Linked DNA regions of Rattus norvegicus: region 2 is linked to region 1. A link is a contact called in public Hi-C data. All regions are on one chromosome and are shown on one strand. The core of a region is the stretch at or near the end of the contact, and the rest is flanking DNA. Distances in the headings are between cores, read along the strand shown.

Evidence for each region. Hi-C and Micro-C count contacts between places; a contact is called where the count stands out from the background.
Region 2: a Hi-C map of the A7r5 cell line shows a contact between it and region 1, with 5 times the contacts expected there. The contact joins the enhancer-like site here to the promoter of Nuak1 in region 1. A contact is called at or near these places in 9 of 12 Hi-C or Micro-C datasets (the A7r5 cell line, the Rat2 cell line, Schwann cells and 5 more).

The regions. Positions count from the first base shown.
Region 1 is chr7:21,215,224-21,220,200 of GRCr8, forward strand. Nuak1 (NUAK family kinase 1) reads left to right here and starts at 2,506. Exons shown (of 7, transcript NM_001106774.1): 1 at 2,506-2,901. The coding sequence starts at 2,659. It overlaps LOC120093542 (a long non-coding RNA gene), which reads right to left and starts at 2,215. Exons shown (of 2, transcript XR_010053193.1): 1 at 1,532-2,215; 2 at 1-1,171.
Region 2 is chr7:21,269,224-21,274,662 of GRCr8, forward strand. Nuak1 (NUAK family kinase 1) reads left to right here. Exons shown (of 7, transcript NM_001106774.1): 4 at 328-393. Among named protein-coding and RNA genes, the nearest start is that of Nuak1, 54 kb to the left of the region's middle. Within about 2 kb of position 4,093, at least 59 of the 93 cell types and tissues checked have an H3K27ac peak or open chromatin away from gene starts, as enhancers often do. A contact at or near this core is called in the A7r5 cell line, liver and prefrontal cortex, where this site is marked.

The sequences.
Region 1 (4,977 bases), core at 1,256-3,755:
CCTGCATATGGTAAGTTCTGTCCATCCAACAGATAGGGACGAGGCCCCTTGCACTCAAGAGCAGCCCTGCCTGGACAGGCTATGCTGCCCTATCAAACACCTATCATCTCACTAGCTGAAGACATCAGAAGAATATTTGCTCCCATTGCTTTCCAATTCAGCCTTCCTGGGGACTTCTGTCCCCTTTCCAGGGGGTCTCAGCTTGCTCCCACTCTGCACTGCTTGTCAAGACGAGGACTGGGGACATGGTGACTTATTCTGTAGCTAAGTTCCTGAGTGGAAGACACAGGTCATGCTTGCATGGAATCTTTCAGCCTAGGCAAGTTATACAGCCAGATATGACCCTGAGGGAGGGAGCGGGGTAATCATTTCCTACCACATCCTGGGGGAGAGAAGGGACCAGAACACTTGGCAGTTTAATGACTAGTGTAGACACAATCCGTTTACCTGAAAACCAAACCAAAATTAAAACCAATTAGACCTACCAAGATGCATATTCTAAGAAGAGCAAATGAAACTCTTAAGAGGTTAAGTCACCCAGCCAATCCAGTTGGGGGCCGGGGACACTAACTAACTAACTAACTAACTAACTAACTAACTGACTGACTGACTGACTGACTGACTGACTGACTAACTCAAATTAGTTGCAGGTCACTAACTTCTCTTTCAATCTACATGCACGGATGTCTACAGACTGTTTAACAGCAGTGCAGTTTCAGGAATTGGGGGTGGGGGTGGGGCGCAGGGAGTCCCTGAAAAGGCTGGTGGAACGAACAGATAGGAATAAACATGACCTTTGCGTTTTGTCTTATGTGAGTGCTTTTAAGGTAGGCAGAGACGGGCAGAGGGGTTTCAGGCATCAGTAAGACAAGTAAATAACGTTTGGAGATAAGACCACTATCAAGTCCAGAACGGAGCAGAGGAGTGAGGGCCGATAATGGGTACTGAGGTGTATTTCAGGCCACGACTCTGACAGCAGGGGCTTGGGGGGTTGGGGGAAGGGTCTCGTGCAGGCAGGCTGTTGCCTGAGTCCAGTGTAAGGTGATAAGTGGACAGGAGTGAAGACAGAAGGAATTCGGAGGGCGGGAGGAACCCGAGAGCTGCAGAAGGAAGCTCCAGTACTTGCGGGAATACACCAGACGCTCTTCCTGTCAGGTCTTCCCATCCTAGTCTGGAACAATGTAATTTATGTGAAATTACTTTGAAAAATGTCTCAAGATACCTTTATTTTTTTTCCCCCTCAACGCCTTATTTTTCCTTCCCTTCATCTTAGGAGAACCAGGGCAGCCTTGCTGGGAGGCCTTCCTGCCTGACCTTCACCTGGTGGGGTGAGATCTAGCCTTTTTAGTCAAAGGAAAATTTCCATCGCCTGAGGGGGTCAAGAGGCCAGCAAGTGGCCTCTGGTTTGGACAAGGAATAGCTCAGTAGGCCTAGGCCCTGGCTTATCCCAGCCATGGTTTGTCCGCCTCAGAAAGGGGCCTTTCTATGGTGCTGGGCAGCTCAGGGCACCCAGGTCCATCCAGGCCCTTACATCTGGTTTTTTCGGTGGTTGTCCCTGTCGGACTCCCGGACTTTACCGGGAGATGGGCGCCCTGGCGAAGGGCCGGGTTCCTCCTTCGAGCCTCCCTTCGTTCCTGACTCCGCCTTTTCCCCCCGAGAGAGCCGGGGGTCCCGAAGCATCCCTCCTGGGGACTTTCCAGGCCCTGCGGTTGCTCCAGGAGGGCGCTGCCCTGACCGTGCCGGAGCTGGGGGCTTGCAGGGCCTCTGCTGCTGGAGCGGACCGTGACTCACCGCCGGTAACCCAACACCTCTGGGCCTCCTTTCCCCGGCCTCCCCCAGCTCCCGCGGGCCTGGCGGCCTCTGCCACACCAGAACAAACATTAAGAAGGGTGGCCCGGGAGGCTGCAGCCTCTGGTCACAGAGCGTGCGCCTGGCTCTGTGCGTTGTCGCCTCTGCGGCCTCAGGGCCCCGTGAGCTTTATCCGAGGCCGATAGGCCTAAGCTAGCTGCGGAACGCCCGCAGTAGCTCCGGAGGGTGAGTGCGGGACTCTCAGGGAGGGGACAAGCGCACTGACGACCGCCCCCCTCCACCTCGACCCCACCCGGGACCTAGCGTCCCCACCCGGCGAGGACAAAGCGACTTGGCCGCCGCCCGGGCCTGCGCCGCGCCGCACAAAGAGTGAACGACGACACGCACCCCGCCCCCTCCCTGCGCGGTGGCCCAGCGCGGAGGTGGGGACACCCGGGAGCCCGCCCCGCGCTCCCCTCTCGCCCCGCCCCGTCTGCGCGTTCTCCCGGCGAGGGGGCGGGGGGCGCGGCGCCCCACATAACACTCCCCTCCAGCGCTCGGAGCCACCCTCTTCCCTCCTTCTCGCCAACACTACCGCCTCCCCCGACACCGCTGCCACCTCGCCGGACGCTCCGCAGATTGCCGCGGCCGGCCAGGGGGCGGTGCGCGGAGCGTGCGCGCCCGGGACTCCAGATGTGCAGTCGCCGCCGCCGCTAGTGCCCCGGCGGCAGCCAGAGCCAGGTCGGGTCGTCTCAGCAATGCTGCTGCGGGGGCGACCTTGAACGCACCCCGGTTTCCCTCGGCAGGGACCACCCCGAGCCCCCGTGCCGGGTCCAGCCCTCTCCAGCTCGGCTTGCCTGGCGCTTGGTCATGGAAGGGGCGGCAGTGTCCGCGGCAGGGGATGGCCCTGCTGTGGAGACGGGTTTGCCCGGCTCTCCGCGGGAGGTAGTGGCCGGGGCGACTGCTGCTCCAGTGGAACCCAGGAAGCCGCACGGGGTGAAGCGACATCACCACAAACACAACTTGAAGCATCGCTATGAGCTGCAAGAGACCCTGGGCAAAGGTACCTACGGCAAAGTCAAGAGAGCCACGGAGAGGTTTTCAGGCCGAGTGGTGAGTAAGGGAAATCCCTGGAGGGGATCGGGCTAGTTCCGTGGTGGACCAAGAGGGGGGAGACGGTCTGTGGACACCACATCACCGGGGATCTCTCCACCAAGGGGTGCCTTGGCAGGAGTCCCCTAGTCAGACTCTTCACGCTCCTTTCAGCACCCCGTGACTCAGGTGTATATCTCGGAAAACACTTGTTACATCCTGTCTGCACTTATTTTGGGGGCTTCTCCCCCTCCCCCCTTTCTAATCCCAGCTAGCAAAGTAGTGATTAGGATTCACCAACATTTCGCAACTTTAGGGGTCTTCCCCAAAGACACACCTTCAGACCTTGCCCGGGAGTTCCTTATTTGTATCGTCAGCGGTGAAGCTGGACTCTCAAGCCTTGTGTCCTGTAGTTGCTCCGGACCCTCGCTTCTTTCCCATCCACCCACAGTCCCACTTCTCCGCGTCTTTTCACTGGTATGCTTGATTACCCCGATGCTGCTCTTGCTGCAAAAGACGACAGACTCTTCCTGCCTATCAAACCTAAATGGCACTACTGAATGTCTGAGGTTTTCTGACAGTTTGCATTCCGGCCTCTGGCAAGCATGACATATCCAGGGTAGGGGTGGCCATTCAGACACACAGCTGGTTTGCAGCAGGCTCCCTTGCCTTACCAGGTCCTGGCTGCAGGACCACTAAATTGTTCAAGGGGTCTGGCGAGCCCCCCTCCCCCAACAGCTGAAGTTCTGCTGGGGTGCCTCGGGGGCTCAGTATTGTCCCAACTTTGGACTGTTGTCCTTTTTCCTTCCCCCTCTGCAGATCAGGCCCTTGAAATCTACACTGCTTGTGGCTAGAGTTGGGTTCAAAGTGACTGACTTTTGCAGAAAAGAGTTTTGTGTGGCGTGTGGCAGAAATGAACGTGGTTCTTTGATTTAAAGCCTATCAGATGTACTTTAATCGATTTAGGGCCAAAGTCAAAAACTGTGACGCTTCTCGTGTGCAGTTTTAGGGGTACGGTTGGGGGCGGGGGACGATGCTGTTGCTTATAAACCTAACCAGTGGCTACAGGGAAGGGCACAGCGAACTGTCAGCACATTGGTCTGATTTTATATTTGTATAGAGATGGTTCTGTGGAAACTGATTGCAGCCAGCAAGGTTTGCTCTTGTAATCTCAAATATGTGACCAGCTGTATAAACCCCCCTCCCTTTCTCAGACTTATGGTCCAGGTTGATGTGCTTTATCATTTTAAAAAAGTCTGCTATCAAGGTGTTGGAGAGAGGGATTTGTGTTTTTTTTTTTTTTTTTTTTTTTGGTTCTTTTTTTCGGAGCTGGGGACCGAACCCAGGGCCTTGCGCTTCCTAGGTAAGCGCTCTACCACTGAGCTAAATCCCAGCCCCGGGGTTTGTGTTCTTAATATCAAGTGCTCTGTCATACATGAATTCTATGGCAAGTTGTGGAGCAACGGCGCGCAGGTGCCCTTTGCTTTAGAGGCTGAGAATTCTGTGTGTGTGTGTGTGTGTGTGTGTGTGTGTGTGTGTGTGTGTGTGTGTGTGTGTGTGGTTGCAAAGGTATTCTCTGATGATGGAAGAGTCTGAGAAGCACGCTTCATTCACGTTTTCCTTCCGAGGTGATATTCCCCAGGCTGGCTGTTGAATAAGCAAAAACTTAGTGTAGCTCCTCTCCCTTATTGCCTTAATAGCGGCTGAAGAATCGCGCTGGGAAGTTGGAAAGCGGGATAATGAAAAACAGACGCAGTCTGAGGTGCAGGTTGAAGATGCAAGAATGTGAGGGGTCGAGTGCGGAGGAGGGCGGTTCTGGAATCCGTAGTGGGGACCCTCACACCTAAGCGCTCGTGAGTCCACTGACCGGGGCTTTGAGTCTTTGGGGGCATATGCTTGCCCGCTGAGCTCCATTGTGGCTTCCAGTCAGGCGTTCTTCTACATGTCTGATCCACAGGCTGGGTTAGACTAGCATTCATAGGCAGGCGCCTGCCTTCCTCTTTTGGTGGGTGTCTGGAAACATTCCGCCAGGATTTAGCCTCACGGCCACTAGGGGGCGCCGAGAGAACGACGGAGGCTCATTTCTCTTCTGCAAGA
Region 2 (5,439 bases), core at 2,843-5,342, 56 kb after region 1:
CTCAGACACAGTGGAATTACATTCCCACAAAGAATCCCCCTGCTGGTTTACAGGCTCTGGGGGTGGGGGGAATGAATTCCAGTCATTTTTCCTTTAACCGCACAGCAAGTGACTAATGCTGTCCTGTCGCTGGTTGCTGTCTGGGGAGCGTCCTGGCAGTGAGAGCAGGACTGAAGGATAGAGGTGAAGACCACCGGGGCTGGCTGGTGCATTTCTTTCATCTGTCAGACTTGTTCCCTGTGCCCGGCCTCCCCTCCCCCCTCCCCAGAGCTCTCTTGTCTGTCATTTCACACGCTCCTGTTCAACTCCTCCGTTTTGTCTTTGCAGAATGGCGTGGTCCATCGGGACTTGAAGCTGGAGAACATACTGCTTGATGACAACTGTAATATTAAGGTAAAACTCAGATGGGGGCCTGGGTATGGTGGGTGGGCGTGGCTGGTGGGCGTGGCTGGTGGGCGTGGCTCCCCTGTAGCCCGGATCTGAAGCAGCCTCTCCCTCTGCTGGTAGACAGGCTCTGGGAAAGACTGCCAGCAAAAGGCTCATCCAAACAGTTTACTTTCAGCAGGCATTAAGGAGTCCCCTATAGCCTACCAGTCTCTCTTCTCCCTGCTGGGACAATGACTGACACTCAGTCCCTGCCCTCAGAAAGTTCACAATCTGGAATTCTTACCATAAAAGTAACACTTGTATTTCATGTGTATTTCAGTCCCCGTGTGCTTGATACTTTCATACATGACTCTTTCAGACGGCATAGGAGATGGGCACTCTTCATCTTATAACTCATGCACCCGTAGGGAAACTGAGGCATAGACAAATTAGATAGCACATCCGTAATAACAGTGGCTGGCATATAAAGGTAAGTTCACACCACTCTGCAGAATGTGCCAGAAGGGCCCCAGAATATTTTAAACCTAGAAGCCTCCCCACTTTTCTGTCTTTGAGGTGGCGTCTCATATAGGCCAGGCTGGTTTCAAACTTGTGATGTAGCTGAGGATGACCTTGAACAGGTGGTCCTCCTCGATCGCTCTATTTCCTTAAGTGCTGTGACTATGGGCAAACAATTCACACCCAACTTAGAAGCCTTTCCCTACAAATAATTCATACCCAACATAGAAGCCTTTCCCTACAAACAATTCACACCCAACTTAGAAGCCTTTCCCTAGCCACTGTGCCGCCGTGACTTCCCACCCCACATCTCTGTTTCTCCCTCCTCACCGTCTCACACTTGAACCAGCTCTGGAATTGAGAGCTGGATAAAAAGAATGGTCGTTCAGAAAGGTTGAATTGGGACCTGGAGAGATGGCCCAGCGATTAAGACCGTTTGCCGCTCTTCTAGAGAACCCGAGTTTAGTTCATAGTGTCCATGTTGGGCTGCTCACGAACACCCATAACTCTAGCTCCAGGGGACCCTACACCCTCTTCTGGCCTCTGAGGACGCCTGCACGCACATGTGCACAGGTCCGCATACCACACACACATCATTAGAAATAAAAATCAATCTTAAAGGGCGAGGGGTGGAGTTTGCATTTATTTCTGGAGGCTGCTGGAGCTGGAGGAAGCTCTCCAGGGTTCAAGGGCCTTCTTGGGTGCACTCTGAATGTCCCTTAGACCACGGCCGCAAAATAAGCAAACACCATTTCAAAATAAACGGAGCTTACTGTGCGGGTTTCGTTATGAAAGCCTCAGGACTCCCAACACTTCCGAAACCCTCCAATGGGACCCTGCTCCCTAGACGAGGCCTAGCAACATTCTCACGTCTTCCTTTTTTGTTGCGCCCGTTGCTGTCAGTCAGTGGATGTGTGACGGACCACATCCTTGCTTGGAAGGATAGAGCTGTTTTAGGGTTTATAGAACGTGACTGTCAACCATTAGTCATGAGTATCCTGTGAGAGACACATCCCCATGGCCTGCTACTCACAGAAGAGTTGACCTCAGTTACATATGTCTGTCCAGTCTGTAGAGTCTGGTGAAAATGATGGGTTGAAACAGTTCTCCTTAGGAACAGGAAGTGAAATCTCAAATCCTTTTCTAACAAGTGGCTGGATGATTCTAGAAGGAGCACTGACTATCAAGTTCAAAAATTATGGATTGGGATTGTGTTTCAGAGTTCAGAATACTTGCTAAGCATGTAGGAAGCTCTTGGTTCAGCCCTAGTATTGACAGAGAGAGAGAAAAAAAAACCCAAAAAGTCAAGCCAACTTATGGGCTGGCTGTAGGGCTTCCCAGCTCCTCGACATTGAACACACACACACACACACACACACACACACACACACACACACACACACCAGTTCCTTCCGTTGCACAATAGGTAATAGCAACAGCCACAGACGTGCTCTAGAGCCTTTACAAGATATTCTCTGTGTTCAGAATTAAACCGTTGGAATCACCTGTCTACAAATGGGTCCCGTCTAGGACTAGAGACTCAGGAGCTGGATAGCCCAGGTTTGTGCTGCAGCTCTGTTTCCTGCCGATGTCAGGGTTTAGGATAAATTTCTTACCCATTGAACTTAGCTTTGCCTGTTAAGTAGGAAGAAGTGCTGTCTACTGTTTGTTTATTTTCTCCAGTTAATCTTTTTCTAAGAGTTTGTGTGGGCAATCCCCCAGTTCTAGGCATTGGCAACAGATGGGAAAATAGCTAAAAATGCAGTCAGAGGAGATGGCGCTTAGCTGTGTTCATCCCAAGATCTTGCCTAAGTGGAAGGAGGAGTGCATGTATAGCCATGGGAAAATGGTTCTGGGGGTGGTGGTCGGGCCTGCTGTAAATTTGCACCCTTGCCTTCTAAGGGTTTTATACCATCTACTGATCTCCCTGAGGCTCTGTCCGGATTCTTCCTGCCACCTGTCGCCGGGAGCCCTCAGAACTAAATGTAGTCTTTGCAAGTCTGGAATGTGAGCCTCTTGCCTGGGGATCGGGTTCTGTGGTACAGTATGACCTCTTGGTCCCATGGTGTAGTCCCAGAACTGATAAGGTGCATAGCTTCCTGTGGAGTCATAGAATTCCCTAAAGGAGCAGAAGAATGGCCAGAATTCAGAGAGGAATTGTATAGGGGACAATGGGGCAGTAGCCTGGAAGGACAGCTCTTTCGGAAATGCAACAGAGCAGCGACTTTCCCGCAGCAGCTCCTGGGGACCAGGTTTTCCACCTGGGATCCTCTGTGTTTGCAGCCAAGTAGGGCGCATAGTACTTTACAAAAGTCAACGCTGGTCATGTATTTATTTTTCTTTGTCTTTTTTCTTAGGCATCTCTGCTCCTGCTGGTGACACTTCCCAGGGTGGGGACAGGCATGCATGTGCATGTACAAACACACACACACACACACACACACACACACACACACACACACGAGAGAGAGAGAGAGAGAGAGAGAGAGAGAGAGAGAGAGAGAGAGAGTCGTTTTCCAACCTATAATGTCTAAGGGCCTGAGATCAGTAGTTTGTTCCGTCTCTCCTTTCCCAGAGCACCCCATGGTGCCTGGCACACTTAGATCTGTTTGATTTGTGGGCAAAGGAGTGCCAAACCAGGGTTAAAACTCCCGTGTTTGACTTCCGGGCAGGGCAGACTGCATCCTCTTGCACCCACATCCAAGGGTTTTTAAAAGCGTGTTTCAGCTGGGGTTGATTTGCCTTCCGGCTGTATGGGCTCCACTCTTCCTGACTCAGCACTCTGAGGAAGCATATTTAGAAGGGACGGTTGCTGACAGAAGCAGTCACACACATGGCCACAAGCTGGCCTCTGCGTGAATGAAAGGCCTTCACTGCCTGGCCAAGGGGGACGGTGGGTACTGAGGTACTACCAACCAATGGGATGCGAGTGGCACAATCTTCTGTCCTAAAAGCAGGAGGAGTGGTTGTCAGGTTGTGGGTCCACCTCTCCTGTGTGTGTGTGGGGGTCTCTAAAGATGCTTCTGGCTTAAACGCGGTAGATGTTGCTGCAGTTTTGGTGTGAGCTGCGTGACCGGTTCCTCTTCCCTTCTGTGCCTTATGCTGATTTGCAAAGTGCACATCTGGTTTCGGGAATTATTTATCTGGCCACGGCATGAGGGTGCGGCTTCTAAAAATATTCCTGCAGTCCAACGGCAGAAGGAATGAGTGCGATGTGCTGCCTCGGATCGCATTCTGTCCTCTGTGGAAGCGGGGCGGACTAAAATAGCACCCAGCCTAGCATTAATTTGCAATTAATGAAAACGGGCCAGCTTCACCTCCCACCCTCTGGGAGAATGGAATGCTGACCATTCCCAGAGAAGGCTCCTGTAAAAGAGCCTCCCCGGAAGAGGGCCAGGCGGCCCCCGGGTCAGCTGACCTCCTCTCGGAGGGCTGGGAATCTGCTGAGCTCCCAGCGCTCAGGGGAGAGGAACAGAGGGGAGATGTTCCGCTGCCCCTGTGACAATGGCTGCTGTGGATAAGAGAGACGCTATGAATGGCAGTGACAAGATGAGATAGAAATCTTGGCAGCTTAGCCAGGCGAAGCTCGGGATCACGGACCTCTGGGCTTTGGAGTGTGAGAACTTTGTAGTCTTCCGTTAACTAGTTCATTTACCCATCCGGCGTGCACATGTGTACATGTGGGGCTATTTATATCACAGATTACCTGTGCTGCCCGAAGTCATTCTTCCATCCTTTTCAGGAGCTGAATATCTAGTATTTCTTTGATCATAAATTACTTAACCAAGTGTCAGATGCTACGTCTGTAGTCCTGTGCTGGGCGTTGGGGAATTTAATGCTGAGTCTGATGGCCAGGTCCCTCTTGTCTCGGAGCTCCCAGTCTGGTGGTCATTTTACTAGTAGTGATAACAAGCCACCAAATGTTAAGAAGGCAAAGAAGATAAGGTGTACCCCCTTCCCCCCAGTGAATTTGGGGCTGAGACCAATAAACAAAGGACTGTGTAATCCACTTGTTCAGTGAAGGACGTTGGTTAGGGTGGGGATAGAGCCTGGATGGTGGGGATGGTGAGCTTGGTCCAGGAAGGTTCCTTTGCATTGCATTTGGACTCCTCAAATCTACAGAGCTTTCTCTGCCTTCCTGACCTTGGAACACACGGCTCCCTCTGTCCAAATGTCCTGCCCACTCCCCCTTGTCTGTCTGTCCTTTAGGGGGTCTTCCTCCAGAAAGTTTTCCTTATCCCTCAGCGGGCCAGCTGCCCCCGTGCCATCTGGACGTGCTAAACAGGAAGGGGTGGGTCTGTCTAGGCAGCTGGAGCAGAAAGCCTTTGAGGGGGAAGTGGTGACAGGCAGAGTTCTGAAGGCCAGGGAAGGGTCTGATGGGGAGAGATCCCAGGATGAGCTTGCAGAGGAAGGGAAACAGAAGAGTGGAAGTACATTTGCTGAACTCCTGCTGGAAGCCAGAGCCTGGGCCAGACCTTCCATGTATCGTCTCCTTTAGTCTTTGGAATGCCCTTACCAGGGTGGGACCAAGTACTTCTTCGGGAATGAGGCTGT